2 separate regions of the Anser cygnoides genome follow, and region 1 is linked to region 2. Evidence: chromatin contacts called from public Hi-C data. All regions are on one chromosome and are shown on one strand. The core of a region is the stretch at or near the end of the contact, and the rest is flanking DNA. Distances in the headings are between cores, read along the strand shown.

Evidence for each region. A called contact is a pair of places that touch in the nucleus more often than the background predicts.
Region 1: a contact with region 2 is called in a Hi-C map of liver, with 18 times the contacts expected there. The contact joins two enhancer-like sites. A contact is called at or near these places in 5 of 7 Hi-C or Micro-C datasets (fetal liver, granulosa cells and liver).

What each region holds. Positions count from the first base shown.
Region 1 is chr1:27,691,346-27,698,922 of Taihu_goose_T2T_genome, forward strand. The region is part of intron 3 of LOC106042062 (a long non-coding RNA gene); the gene reads right to left. Among named protein-coding and RNA genes, the nearest start is that of MET, 24 kb to the left of the region's middle. Within about 2 kb of position 3,011, at least 1 of the 3 cell types and tissues checked has open chromatin away from gene starts, as enhancers often do. A contact at or near this core is called in liver, where this site is marked.
Region 2 is chr1:27,566,010-27,573,329 of Taihu_goose_T2T_genome, forward strand. It overlaps LOC125180505 (a long non-coding RNA gene), which reads left to right. Exons shown (of 3, transcript XR_007159078.2): 3 at 1-1,148. Among named protein-coding and RNA genes, the nearest start is that of CAPZA2, 13 kb to the left of the region's middle. Within about 2 kb of position 4,517, at least 1 of the 3 cell types and tissues checked has open chromatin away from gene starts, as enhancers often do. A contact at or near this core is called in liver, where this site is marked.

The DNA.
Region 1 (7,577 bases), core at 1,761-4,260, 120 kb after region 2:
CTTATCTGGAGTTAGGTGATGTTAAATGTTCTGAATAATTAGATAAGATTGTGTGTGTCAAACTCCGTAAAAAAACAGGCTGTGTTTTCTGATAAGAAGTCTCTGGTTCCCTCTGCCTCCCTGCCCTCCAGGACATGCATGCATGCGTGCACAAACCAGCACATTTTAAGTACTTTCAGGGCTCATTAAGCAAGCTGGGCTGATAGCTGTAGCAAATGTCATTCTTTCTCAATGGAGCAATGAATCTGTGTTCTGCACATTTTTGGAAGTCTCAAAAAGTAGCCAAAGTAGGTGAAAATTCACTTTCCATGGCTGATCCTTTTATTTTCAATGTGCTTTTAGAGTCTGACCGAGCACACACTGCCTGGGAAGAAGCCCAGAGGTTACACCACAGTGTCTACCGCTGCAGCTCAGTTTGTTTTCAAAGCTCCTATTGAATTTCCAAAGAGGTGTGCAGGTCTTACCAGGAATAGGCGTGTGAGGATGCACACAATGTGCTTCTGGCTCCATCTGAAAGGAGCCTGGACCAAATCTGAGCCATGCAAAGACGTGATTGCTCAGGGGTCTCCCCATGGACTCCAGCTCCTTCCGAGGCTGGAGCAGAAGCCAAGGGGATGACTGGCCTTACCCCTTCCACCCCAAGCCAAGTCCACCCTCACTTAAGCTTCTCCTAAACAAAGTGACATTTTTAACATTTATTTTCCATATCCTTTCACTTCCCTGGCTGCTGTCACACCACTGTTATTAATTTGGGATCTATGGTAGTTTATCAGGCAGAATGGCTGTAAGGTCTATGCAGCAAACATATGACAGAGGTGGAAACACCAGGGAAATCACAGGAAGATCATTAACTTGAAGAATGTTTAAAGACAGTACCACCACTTATGAGCTCTGTCAGCCTTGGAGAACTGCAGCTTGTTTTTTTAAAATTCATTACAGCCCAGTAAATCTGGTGCCAGTAGAATCTAGCAAGTATATTTAGGGGAGGACTTGCAATTCCTCTTTCTGGACAGACACCTTCTATAGCTGAATAGAAGGATTGTCTTCTGCTCCCCACTCCCTGCAGAGGGACACTGGGGAGCATCAGTCCCCATCTGCAGATGGCACAGGAGCTGCTGCGTGGAGTGAAAACCTGAGTGAGCATCCTTCTTACACGCTGTGGGCACCAGGTCTAAGCAGGGAGGCTCTATACCCCTTGCCAGCAGATGTGTTTGCTGACAGCTCCCAGCTGTGATGGGGTGACGGCATCTCTCCTGTGGTCTCATGGCAGTTTTCTCCTCACGCATCCACTCAGCAGTTGTTTTTCTTGCTCAGGTCCCTGATGACTACAGAGCAAGGTGGAACGTAGGGTGGTGGGGCTGTGGGGATCCCGGGGGGGGTGACGGTGTGCTTCTTGTGGTTGGTGCTACCCCACACAGACCTCCCCGTGTCCCTGCAGGGGTGCTCCTGTGGCTGGTCCAGGGCTGGTTGTGGTACATGATGAGAGGGCTACACTCAACCAAAAACTGTTGAAGAAGGGAAAAAATGAGAGCACCCACCCAGATTCCCTTCCACATCTGCTTTTCCAGTGCAAATACCTTCTGAGCGCAAATACATCAATGCTAGGCACGACAGCATTAGTCACTCGTTGCCCTCCTTCAAGCTCATGCTTGTCTGTGAGTCACCGAGCTATGGGCTGGAGAGCCACGTATGCGGGGCAAGCCCCGCGCTCAGGGGAGGGAGCTGGTGCACAAGGCCGAGGGCAGGGCACGGCTCCGCGGGGTGCCGCAGAAAGGCCGCGAGGTCCTGGGTGTGCTGAGGCTGGTGGTGCTTCTGTGAGCACGCTGCTGAGAGATGCTGAGCCCAAACAGCAGCGGCTCTTGCTCCTGGTGTTTACGCTCAGTACCGAGGTACCCTTGAGGAAATAAATATCGTTTGGAAGGCATCTATACACACACGACCAGAGCTGCAGCAGGGGCCGGGAAGGGGTGCACGCTCCCACTCCCAGCAAAGCCAGCGCCTGCAGCCTTGCCTGAGGCCAGCTGAAAATAAAAAGAAAGATAATACTCTTGAAACCGGGGCTGTAATTACTATTTATTTCAACAGCAATTTGCCTTATTATGGTGCGCGGCATTTGTTACCTGGGCAACAGCTTTCTGTAGAGGCCTGGCTCAAATTAAAGTAAATCGGGCAAGATCTGAAGTCGATATCACTATTGTATTTTAAAACCAAAAGACGAGGGAGTCAGCAATTTCACCTAAGTGTTGTATTTATTATGGTTGTCATAGGTAGATGCAAGGAGCCGTGACAGCCTGTGTCCAACTAATATTTCTCCGTGCTGTGCCTGGCTGATCTGCTCCATGCGCGTTTGCAAATAAAGTGAATTTTCCAGAACTCTGCTCTTCCCTGAGGAGGTAAGGGCGTGCACGGCTGAGTGACATGCAGCACACTGCTTCAGAGGCGTGCAGGAGAATGGCTACCTAAGTGCCTAGCCTGCTCTTTCAGCCGCACGCCCTTGCCCAGGCCTGGCCTCCTGTGAAAGGAGCCTGAATCTAACAGATCTTCTTAGGTCTAAGGCAGACTGAATATAAAAAGATAGAACTAAGCACTATAAACTATTAGTATATTATCATCTTCATAATTTCTGCTTAAAAAATTCAACTCAGCAAACACCAGAGGGCTTAGAAATGAATTATTGGTAATTTTAACCTCTTTTTTTCCCACCTTTTCTCATTTCCTTTTTTTTTTCCCTTTGTTTGTTTCTTTAAGTACAGAACTTCTGTTAGAACATCTGTCTCGAAAGCTTGAAAAAGCCTAGAAAAAGTAATAGGAAGTTTAGTGAATGGCAATGTTGTAAGGCTCACATATCCCCCTGTTAGACAGCTCTGCAACTGTAATCCTTTAATGGGGGACTTTTCCTGCAGATTTTTGACCTATTATGCAGATTTGACCAGCTATTAGAGGCTTTCCTCTTTGGATCAAGCTTCTACTCTTGGCAAGCCACTGTCTCTGTTATCTGACCCTTCCTTGAGGCACCCGGTCAGCCTTTCCCCGTCCCAGGGCTGCTGACACATTCAGTCTGTCATGGCAATGACAGACAGACTCCCAGCTGTTTTGTCCATTTGTCCATCCCCGCCGCCTGTCTGTCCGCAGCCCTCTGCAGACGGCAGTGCTCCGGCAGGGTGCCAGCCGGTGGGGCCAGATCCAGCTCGGTGTGCTTGCCCTCGGGGTGCTCACCCACCTTCTGCTACTAGGTGCTGTGTCATTTCGTGCCATCCTCACATACTCTCTGAGAGTGCTGAAAAGAAGGTCCTGAATGTTACAGCCCTTGGGTAGCAAATATTTTGTAGGAAAATCTTCATTAAGATACTTCGATATGACCCTAAGCTAGTGCCTGCTTTCTGAGAGCCTTTACGAGTTCACAGCTGCCAATAAACTGATGGCAGTAAACAACCACAGCTGCCTGGTGTTAAGGAACAAGAGCTTTTTAATGACCTTAAACTACTTCGATTGGCTGTCCTTCACTCATTTGGGTTTTCAAACACGTGCTTTGGGGAGCCGCTTCAGTTCAGAAAATGTCTGACACCTTCCTTGCTAACATGCACCTTGTCTGTGATTCAGTGCTCGCTGATAACAGCGGCAATCAGATGTAGGAAGGGCTGTTCCATCATAATGCAGATAGAGAAGGAGGTATGCACGTTGAATCATTTGCTTGATGGCGAAGGAAAGGAGTTCTGGCAAAAATAAACATTTATTAGTTGCTGAGATTCCCCTGAACCCCTCCTGGTTTCCTACTTCACCAGGTCTTAGGGAGGTGCAGTGTTTTGGAGGTAACAGGTTTTGGACGAGGTGTTATCACTGGCATCTATGGCTGTTAATGATTAGCAAAGGTCCCCTGGTTCTTTTTTTCCGAGAAGATCCTGGATGTGCCCCAATCTCATAACATGCAAATTCCGCACTTTGGTTTTAATAAGCCATTGAACTGTGTTTGCCACTGGACTGTTGTTTTTGGAGCTGCTCGGAAATAATTTTTCTTAATGAAAATTCTGCTTTATGATGAAAAATGAAGCTCATGTTTTCAATTGAAAATGGTTTTGTTTTGATACCTCAAGTGTCTCATGAGAGCAATAGTCTGCACGCTTCACGCTCCAAAATCTTCAGTTGTGTGGGCTTCTTAAACAAACCGCTCCTCCCTTGGTGGTTTTTTCCCTGTTACTGACCTGCTGCAGGACTCATTATATGATATCTAGCCCAGCTAGAAAACCTGGCCAACAGAGGGGACTGGAGACAGCTAAAGCTTTCATGAACCACCACAGGGACAATCTTGAACTGTTTTGTGTTTGTTTTTTTTAAGGAAAAAAATAAAAAATAAAAAGATGATTTAGATTTCTGGTAATCTGCTTTAAGGAAAAAAAAAAACATAATTAGATTTCTGGTAATCTGCTTTTTGAAAAACATGAAATGTTGTCCGGTAAATGGCCAGTTCTCACAAAAAAAAAAGAAAAAAAAAACTGTCAGAAACCAGTATAATAAGAAGAGTTTGCATATCATTAACCAGTCTCCCCTTTCAAGGAGCTATGCTAATTCTGTCAGAGAGCTGGTCGGTGCTGCAGTAGAAGAATGGTTTTGTTTTAAACTTATGCTTATGACATTATAAATGACTGCACTTGAGATATGCATATACAAAGTGCTGAGCACAATGGAAATTGAAAAACATGAACTGACCACCTGCTTCTGTGTGCTCAGACTCTCCTGTTGTGTAGTTAACCTGCAGGATACTTTATTGCCTGAAACTACTGAGCATTACACACTATCCACAGTTGCTTTCAAACAACTTCAGACTGATTTTTCCAAGGTATTGGGACCCAAAGGTATTGCATAGGATGGTTTTTTTTCTTAACTCCTTGGGTACTATTTTGTTAGAGCTCAGTCTGACTGCTTCTTGAATGTTATCTATTTTTCTGCCTCTGTTCTTGTTCATGTGATATGTTGTTAGATTATTGTTTAAATAAATAAATAAGTAAATATATTAACTCATAGCCTGCAGCGTTGCTCCAGTTGCCCTGCGGCAGCAGCAGGTTCTAGCATTGCATTTCCAGTTACCTTCCTCTCCCACGTTCAGCCTGCTCTTCAGATCACTCATGCCGCTGTTTGCCCAAGTGGGACTCTCTCATGCTTTTGAACTCTTTAGCCTAACTCTCTGATTTCCTTGAGTTCGTCTCTGATTATTTTTTTTATTTTTTTATTTTTTTTTCAGTCAGCTACCTAAGCTAGCAAGAATGGGGAGAGAAATGAAAACGGGGAGAAATTTCCTTCTCTCCACACTGTGAATTTAAAATGTGTTGAGGTACACTATGCTCAGTTCCAGTTTTGCTTCCTTGATAAGAATCAATGATTTTCCACCTATAACAAAATGATTGTCTGGGCCTTGTGTCATAGTCTGAAATGCTTTATGCATTTATGATCTCCGTTAAACTTGTGTTTTCCATCTCAGCTGAGTTGCTTGGTGAGGTATTCTCACTTCCTAACGTCCCTGTGCTCACTTCTATCTGACCCCCTTTTTAAAAAAACCCAGTGGCAAAAGAAGAGTTCTTTGGTTAGTGGAAGCCAAGAGTTTGCAGCTTTGCAAAGTTTTGGGTCAAGTAAAGAGTGATCAATGGGGTTTAGGGATGTTGCCTGACTTTGTCCTAAAAACAAGCCATTGTGTCTTCCAGGATACCTCATATATCTTTTGTCTCTCCCTTCTGCTCCCGTGAGACTGATGGAGCAGACAACACTCACTGACTGATTCTTTTGATGTCAACGGGATGAAAGCCATGGCTAAATTGGGCTATGGGCTTTCAAGATGACTTGGAGCATTATTTTCTGATTGCATTAATAAAGCTATTGTAGGAAATCTACAGCTGCCAGGATAATTTGAATACAACAATCGTCTTTCTCATAGTGGTATTATGTAATTATATTGTGCCCAGGAAAAAATAACCTTCTCATGCCTTCAGGATATTTCTGGAGGCTGCTCATCTACAGTATTCATTTTGATTGCTATTCTGATAGGTAAACTAACAGGTTCACCTATCATGAAGGCAGTCTGTCTTCCTTTGTTACACATGACTATATCATGTAAGATCTCCCTTTGAATTAAAGAGCTAGAATTGGCTGACTGAAGATAAACAAACTGGCAGTCCTACTCTGAAAAGTGAGAATAGAAACTGCGGTGTTAGCTCCTACACTTGCTAACCCTTCATGATGTGATCAAATCTCAAGTTCAAAGATGCAATTTGCTTTAAAAACCTAGATGACTTTCATCAGCGTGGACAAGTCAGCTTTTTCCTGGATCCTGCATGGGTTCTGCATTTGTGAGCTGACGGACAGCGGTGCAGCTGCTGGGCTGCCAGCAGCAGGTGCAGTTATGTGTCTCTGAAGGTGCCTTGGTGGTTCTGCACGTGGTTCCACACGGAGTAAAAAGTAATAAATGTATAGTGGGGCTAGAAAATAAGCACGTGTCCAACTACTTAAAGGACCATGACATCTTCTGAAAAAAAAAAATCCCAACCAAAAACCAAACAAACATATTTACTGTACAGACTTGGAGAGAACAGATGAACCTTTTGGGTGGTGTTCATTTATTAGGGTATTCTGTCCCACATAGACAAGAATGTAGATTTTTGCTTCCCAGAGAAGAGGACTGCAGTGACTACAAACCTCTAAGTATTTTACATGTTCATTTCATTATCTCAAACAATTACCTAAAGCTCCTCGAAGATTAAAATTAATCAATTTATGTTTAATTGAACTGTGTTTTAAAAATCACATCATGAATATTTGCTCCTTAGGTAGATTTAAAAATAACCAGAAAAACATAACTACTGAGACTATAATTGAATAGTATTTACCTTTTTAATCACTTGCTGCTTATGTTCTCAGCTTAGCATCTGTATCTGAATATTCAACAAAACTTCGACAAGGTTTGCTTACTAGACCCCTACTGTAGTGTCCAAAATGTCAATTAGTTCTCACTTTTAGCTGCTAGTAATCCTGTCAGTATTCAGTATTTAGTATGCTGAATCTGTGATAGAAATATCCCTGCTCAGGGAAGAGTCTTTGACTTCTGTACAATATTAAATAACTAATGTTGTGACTATCCTTCAGAAATGTCACCACTCCTGCTTGTCAAACAACGCTTCAGCATTTTTGCAGACTGGCCGATAGCAACACAGCTTGTTAGCTCCACTTAAATAGTGTCTCTGAAAACATAATTTATGGATTGGAAGAGACTGAAAATCCTCATCAGGATGGTTTTGCAAACCACTGAGCAATCTGCCTGCTGATATGCGTGTGGAGCAGTCAGCAGGGCCGTGGGGCCATGCAGAAGAGCCCCATGCGGGTCCCGTGCCGCAGCCCCACCACCATCCCCGCCGTGAGCAGCAGTGCTCAGACAAGCTGCTCCTCAGGGAGGGCTTCTTCCAGATTGGCACGCACGTAGGCATCCCCATGCTCTGCCTCTCGCTGTTTATTGAAAAAATAAGTCTGAAAAGACTTTCTACCCGCATTGTTGTACAGCAGTAAAATGGGATAACCGCCAGTGGCTCTGATTTATA
Region 2 (7,320 bases), core at 3,267-5,766:
TGCTCACTTTCTGTCAAAGTACATACACTGTGGAAAGGCAGACCATCAAATAGAGACATAGATTTCATCTCATCTGGTAAAGAATACATTTAATGTAAGAACTTGATACAAAAATGTATTTTGTAAATGAGATGCACCTACCACGAGAACGGTTTGCTCTCTGATACAGTTAGAGTAGAACCACTGTCTGCTAACGTAAACGACTCTTCTCAGTGTCTTGTCAGTTATCCCAGTCAGTTAAAAACCAGAAGATTCCTTAAAAGCTATTGCTGTGTTGTGTATTGACAAAACCACATTACTTTATTAACGTATTTTTCTTTGTCAGCACAGTTTTTTGGAAGACAGAGGCAGATGGTGGTGTAAGTTGCCTATAGTGGTCCTGTAAACGCTTCTCCACAGAACTCACCTATGTCCTTAGAACACAAGATCTGCTTAGTTGGGACATCTGTCATCTCTCATCTGTACACAGGGATGCCATGAAACCACCTCGTGAGTAAAAGCAACTCTGAGGATGTTATCTTACCATTCTCCTTTACCCAAAGTACTCTTATACATGGCTATAATAATGGCATTGTTCTCGGTTTTCTGGTGCTCTGGAAATTAGGAGGTCTCTGTCTGACCACAAAGAGCCAGGATTTCACCCACTTGCATTCTGAAGTTGATGGTGGCCATGGGCTATTTGGGGCAAGACGAAATGATCAGAAATCAAGGGAGGAGGTTACAGACAAAGGGGCAGTGTGTGTGCAGACAGGAATGCAAGTTTTACGTCTGTACATTGTCTCAAGTTAACATTCATCTTGTTTGACCTCAAAAAACATTTTCTTATTTTGAGGCCTCAATTTTACACTGAATTGAGATGTCTAATGGTACACAGGTCTACTGCAAAGAGCAAAATTAATATCACAAGCATAACAAAGCTGAATGTGGGAATTATCCGTCCTTGTATTTCATACTTGTTTTGTAGTCTGCTGTGAGTGGCTTCCTAGGCTACATATTGACAGCTCTTTATTCAACAGATTACACAGAAGAAAACTCCCCCAGAGGATTTCCACTATTGAGTATTTCTATGGCAAAAAGAATTTGTTAAGTTCATAATTCTGTCTATTCCTGAGAAGTTTGTAAAAAAGAGAAAAAATATGTTTGTTTGTTTGTTTTTGTTGCAATAACTTGAGACATAGGGATAGTCAATCCCATTCTCCCTGCATCTAAACATGGATGAAAGATGACTGACAGAAGCCTAATGCAAAACCAGAGGAAATGCATCCCACTGTAACGCCCCCCTGGACATAATCTTTTGGTTAAGGAGGACAACTCAAAACAAAAGTAACACAAAGATTAAAAGTCAGATTACACTGTTTTCATTTCTTCCTGTTCCGTAAATACATAGAGGAGTAAAACATTATGCTTACTCTGAGAAAAAAAAAATGCTGCCATTTTCCTCTTTCTGGCCCTGTAACAAGCATTTTATGTGAACTAATTGGGAATGGAAAATAATAAAACCAGAACTGTATTTTGGTAGTAATTAGTAACTCACTAAGGAATTTCGGTATCTAGATGAACTATTTTGAACCAAAGAAAATACATTTGATTCTGGAAAGGGAACAAACTTGTATTCCACATGTGTGTTAACCAGTTCTCTAATTTTCAGAGATCGCACTTACTATTTCTGTGTCTGCTTTAACTCCTGTTGCTGCAGTTATAATGATATCCCTGACTGGTACAGATCATTAGTCTGAAAGAAAGCCTCATATACTTTCTCTCCAGATGGTAAGCTTAGGCTCTTTCAATCTGTGGAAAGTTAGTGCAAATACAGAGCTTTACTTCCTTCCTCAGCAGAAGATTTTGAACTTCTGTTTTCAGTCTCTTATGTTGGATCAGGATATACAGCAAGAAAAAAAAAAAAAGTCTTATCCCTGTTGTGATCACTAGGATGAGATGACAAAGAGGTACAAACAGAGGTGGGATGTCTAAAGGTTTAAGGTAACATCATCTAGCATGATGGAGAGGAGTCTCTATTCTGACTATTCTTTTTCAAATTTTTGTGGCCCTCACATCAAAAGTCATTTTTAGAGAAAAAAGAGAACAGCAAGGAGCCTCTACAGATGTTGAAAGCACAACACAGCAGAAGACAAAGAGCCTTCTTGAAAATTTAATGTGGACGGGTTGGTGGCAGGATGTGAGACTTTCATAACCTATGAAAACCACAGAAGGAATGATAATAGCCGGAGGGGGTGAGACATGGATGGACTGCTGTTCCATGGGCGGCTTGCTGACATAGTGACATGAAAAGCTATTTCTGAACCTAGCTGGATGTATTTGCAGACCTGCCGTAGCCGAGTCCAGCTTCACCATGTGTCCTTGCACAGTGATGGATGCTGGTTTTTGGCCGATCCCTTGTGTCGCTCTTGATGGTTGGACCTATATTTGTTCATTTCTGGCAGCTTTTAGCTCTGCATCGCTGCTTATTTATTTCTTGGCCTTATGTTCCTTTTAGTCACAACCTTTTCTTTCTTTGCTCTGAGTCGCATTAGATTGCTGCTGCCACCATTGTTCCCTGCCTCGTGTGCTTTCCTGCCAGCCAGGAAAGAAAGAAAAGAACGAGGAAAGGGATGGGAAGGTGGGAAGGTGGGGAGGAGAGGGCAACAGATCTGATGCCATTTTCTTTCCTTTGAGCATGTTGGCCCTTACAGTTTCGGGGCAATGCAGCTTGCCTTTGACTGTGGGCTGCATTCCAGGGGAGGATTTTTCAAACGGGCTGTTAGCAAATCCTCTGTCAAGCCATAAAAATCTGTTCCAGCCCTCTTAACTTGGCAAGGCTGGGAATTTGCAGTGTGTGCGCTGGAGGGCCTGGTAGGGTCCCCTGCTGGTGGCCAGCCCTGCAATGGGGCTGCTGCTGCCTGCCCTTGGCTCCAGGTGCAGCGGAGAGGGTAAAATGGGCTAGCTCTGTGGCAGCCCCAGAGGGTTTTGTTTTAATGTTAACATGTATGGGAATTTCTGTTAGCCGAGCAAAGCAAAACAAAAGGAAAACCAAAACAAATAGTGAAGCTGCTTCACTGGGTGTGGGTGGAGCTGTTCCCCTAATGTCAGGGGAGGAACTGATGAGGAAGACAGAGAGGAATTTCAGTCCTGAGTAAACTGCAAAATCTCAGGGATGCCTGCCTGACGTCGGTGCAGCCGACATCTGTGCGCCCAGTGTCATCCGAGACGTGCCTGACGCTGGTTGGTATGGATTAGGGCTTAGTGACACCAGGCTAGGGGTGCAAAAAACCCACAGTGAAATACAACTCCTCAGGGTAGAAAGGAGGCTGAGGCAATTGGCACGGAGATCATAATCTTTCTTTTCCTGCTGCAGGATATACGGTCTTTATTTTAGGCTCTCTTTTGTAGTATAAGGTGATCCGTGTAGGAGCTGACAATGGGCGTACATTAAGGGAGTGCAGAGTGCCAAGTACAATGCCAGATGCACTGAGAGGTCTCCGCAGAGTTTTGGGAAAAGGAAGCCAAGCCAGGGTTCAGTGTTCCTGAAAGGGAGCAGTTTCTAATAATAGGAGACATTGAATCAGCCAGAGAAATGGTGTGTCTTAAACGAAGCGTAAAATCGGGCGACAACAAAATTTGAGAGCAGTGCCCTGAAATTGTTACTTCTGCGAGGACTCCTCTCGGGGGCTCTGATCTAGGTAAATGGATTTAGAAGGAAGTCCTCCACACTTTGTCAGTGACACACGGACAAAAACCAAAGAGTTAGTGCCTTACATTTTTCTGATATAAAACAATTAGTATCCATTAGCAAGGGGTATATTTAGCAGATCCTAAACGGACGCTACACTGCAGAAAATAAAATGGTGCTTTTTCTGCTTTCAGTCTTTGCTCATTGGTATGTACACATACACGTCTAATAAAAGATCATGAAGGATATCCAGAGATTCTTATCCAATCTATTTCAGAGTGTATTACAGAGATACCATCTAAAGACAACACAGACACGTTCCAGCAAACTTACTTTGAAGCACAGCAGCCTAGAAGCCTGAGAGCTATTGCCAATGTAAAACTTTTATTGATTTCAGTTAATTCGCAGCAACAGTACTAATCAAATAGATTTAGCTTTATAGTTTTATTAATTACCAAAATGTAAATATGATGTTAGACTTCCTTCTTCTGGAAGCCGTGTATTCTCCAGTGGCAAGCCTTGGGACTTCAGGCATACCGAGCACGATAGTGATTTATCAGCCCTTTTTAGTTAGCATCGGGAAACACGAAATAAGAAATGATCTGTGCGAAATAAGGAATGATCTTCATGAGCCGAGCGATGCACTAGATGGCACTGTTGGTTTGAGTTTTACCACAGCCGCCTTCTTCTGGGGAACTTGTCTTAATTAGCTTCCTTTTGAAAACAAACATGCTGTTCCAACAGAGGGTCAGTGTACATTGTTCTGGGCTGCTGCTTTTATGTTTATAGTCATGTAATCAATATGTTGTAAGGGTAATTAATTTTTAACTTCAAGCCAATTGTAGATCAAATGCCAGTAGAGTTGCTGGGTGGAGACAGTTTAATTTCTTTTGAAGCAATGATACTGATTAGCTGCAAAGGGTTCGCAGTGAGTTGCTAGAGATCCAGAAGACCTTCTGCTTTGAAACTCTGGTGCTAACTTTAAAGTAACATTATTACTGTGATACAGATTAATGAGTTGTGGCATAATTCTGATACAGTTCCTCTCATGTACTCGCTATAGTTTGTCCTGCCAATTCCTATTTCAAAGCAGCTTTATTTGCTTTGACTATTCTGTTCCTATCAAAGGCATGGCACAAAGTTAACACTAAACTGATCAAACTCACTTTCTGCTTTTCATCTCTTTTCTCTTGTTATCTGCCTTCCGGGACTCTAGAGGGCCCACGGCTAAAGATGAGATTGTGACCCTCCGTACAACAGGGTACAGGATCCTGCAAGAAGCCGGGGCATTCTCCAATCTCTCTAGGCCATGTACGTGGGTCGCACTGCCAGGCAGGTGTCCTGTCCTCCCTTCCCCTTCCCCTTCCCCTTCCCCTTCCCCTTCCCCTTCCCCTTCCCCTTCCCCTTCCCCTTCCCCTTCCCCTTCCCCTTCCCCTTCCCCTTCCCCTTCCCCTTCCCCTTCCCCTTCCCCTTCCCCTTCCCCTTCCCCTTCCCCTTCCCCTTCCCCTTCCCCTTCCCCTTCCCCTTCCCCTTCCCCTTCCCCTTCCCCTTCCCCTTCCCCTTCCCCTTCCCCTTCCCCTTCCCCTTCCCCTTCCCCGTGGTCTGGCCACCCCTCACAGTCCATACTTTGAGATATTTGCTGCCCCTACTGCCAGTGCTTTCAGCCATCCCCTTGATGCTTCCTTGTCTGTGAGCTGACCTGTCTTGATCATATTTTCATCCCTTCTCGCTCTTTCATCTTCTTCCTTGCCTCTGTTCTTCAACATTCAAACAAATTAGAGTCTCAACACTCGGCTCTCCATCTCCTGTCATATTACTTTAATATCTTCTTCCTGCTCCTTATTTTTTAACAATCAATAAATGGGCCATTTTCATGGATAGGTTATTGATCACTTCTCCGGTTGTCTGGATTCTTTCTGATCCAGTGTCTGTGTTTTCCATTACATTAAAATTTCACTAGAGGCTCTGGCTATCCATTCTCGGGCAAGTCTCAGGGCCTCTCTGCTCTCCTCATCTTCCTTGATCTCTTGGCCGACTTCTGAGACTTTGATCATTTAATTGGATCTCATGCCAAGTAAAACCACAAGCACCGGTTTAATCTCAAAATTAAACTTTTGTTTAGTCTAACATTAAAATATAAGGTCAATTTCAAAACAAAAATATTTCACTTTCTCTGAAAAAAATCCAACCTTTCATACTTTTGGGCTCAAACTGTTAATTGAATTCAGTCTGAACAACAATTTCTCTCCTTTTGAGTCATACTTTTGAGTAAAACTGACCAGTTAATGGGACTGTGTTACTGAGCTGAGCTGCAAACGTCTCTAATTTCTGCTGGAGCCAAGAATAGCCCTCGGTATAGATGGGTATGGCCATCAGCTATTGAGACTTGTCAGATTTTTAACCTTTTCAGGAAGACAAAACATCATAAGTCGGATAATGATCAGCAGAGTTTAAGATCCAACTATTACATTTTTTTATAACAGATGACTCTTGTGGCTGTTAGAGGCAAGACTGCAGCTATTGCAGCAGACCGTTCTGTAGACTGTAATCTACATTTGTTTGCAAAATATTAGATAAAGATCATGAAATTTATTCTAGTTTTGAGACAAACTAGAGATGGATATTTGCAGCATACAGAAAGATTGAAAACCCAATTATTACAACCACAAGAACTGAAAAGAAAAATCCATGCTGTCTTTCTGCCTGCCTGTTCTGCAGGAAGCATTTTTTCCATGCCCTTAGTCACAGTGCTTCGGAGTAGGGTTGCAATGTGCACTTGCCAAAATTGGCTGTTTTGGGAGGCGGTGGGGTGGGACAGCAGCGTGTAGCAGTGTATTTACAGTAGAGGGAGCTGATGTTCAATGAGTGCATGCATGAGTATTCACTGCAGTATGGCTCCTTATCAGTCTGCAAGCACTACAGAAGAAATATTTCACCCTTTTGGGGGGATCTTTCTGCATCCCTCACCCACTGGGTCCTGTCACAGCTGATCTCTCCAGCAGCGAGAGTGGCCTCAGGGAGCACTTGTCTGAAAAAGTCTTCTTCTGGGGCCAAGGGACATCTTCCCATGTCAGGTGTGACATGAGGGAGACTGGATGTAGTGTGTAAATAATATTTCAAACATTGAGCCTAGCACACCTCCTACCGAAGGCTGATGTTTCCACCTTTCTAAATATAACTTCCTGCTACACTGCAGACAGCATCTCCTTTGTATTCCTAGCTTTCCTGTGCTCCCTGCCCTTGGCCTGGGCTCTGTCTGACACATCTCACAAATGAGTGCTCAAGAAATTCGTTGATTTACAGCCCTCTTTTTGCAAGCCAGAGATCTCTAGTTCCCTGGAACCGGCTGGTTGAATTATGCAAGTTATTCAAAGATAATTAAAAGAGACACAGCACATGTGAAACAACAGAATACATATGCACTCAAAAACATGGAGAGTTGTAATTCCTTTAAGTGAGTTCCTTTGGATAATGCAGGATAATGGGCTGAAGGACTGGGGCTCCAGCTACATGAGCTCCTGCCCCTGGCTTTGCCGTCACTCTCTTTGGAGAAAGCTGTCCTCCCGGTGAGGCAGCTTTCCTGCCTGCCACGGTTCACCTAAGGTAAGCACAAAGGAATTAGCTGGGGAAGGGACGTTGTTCCGAGACAAACA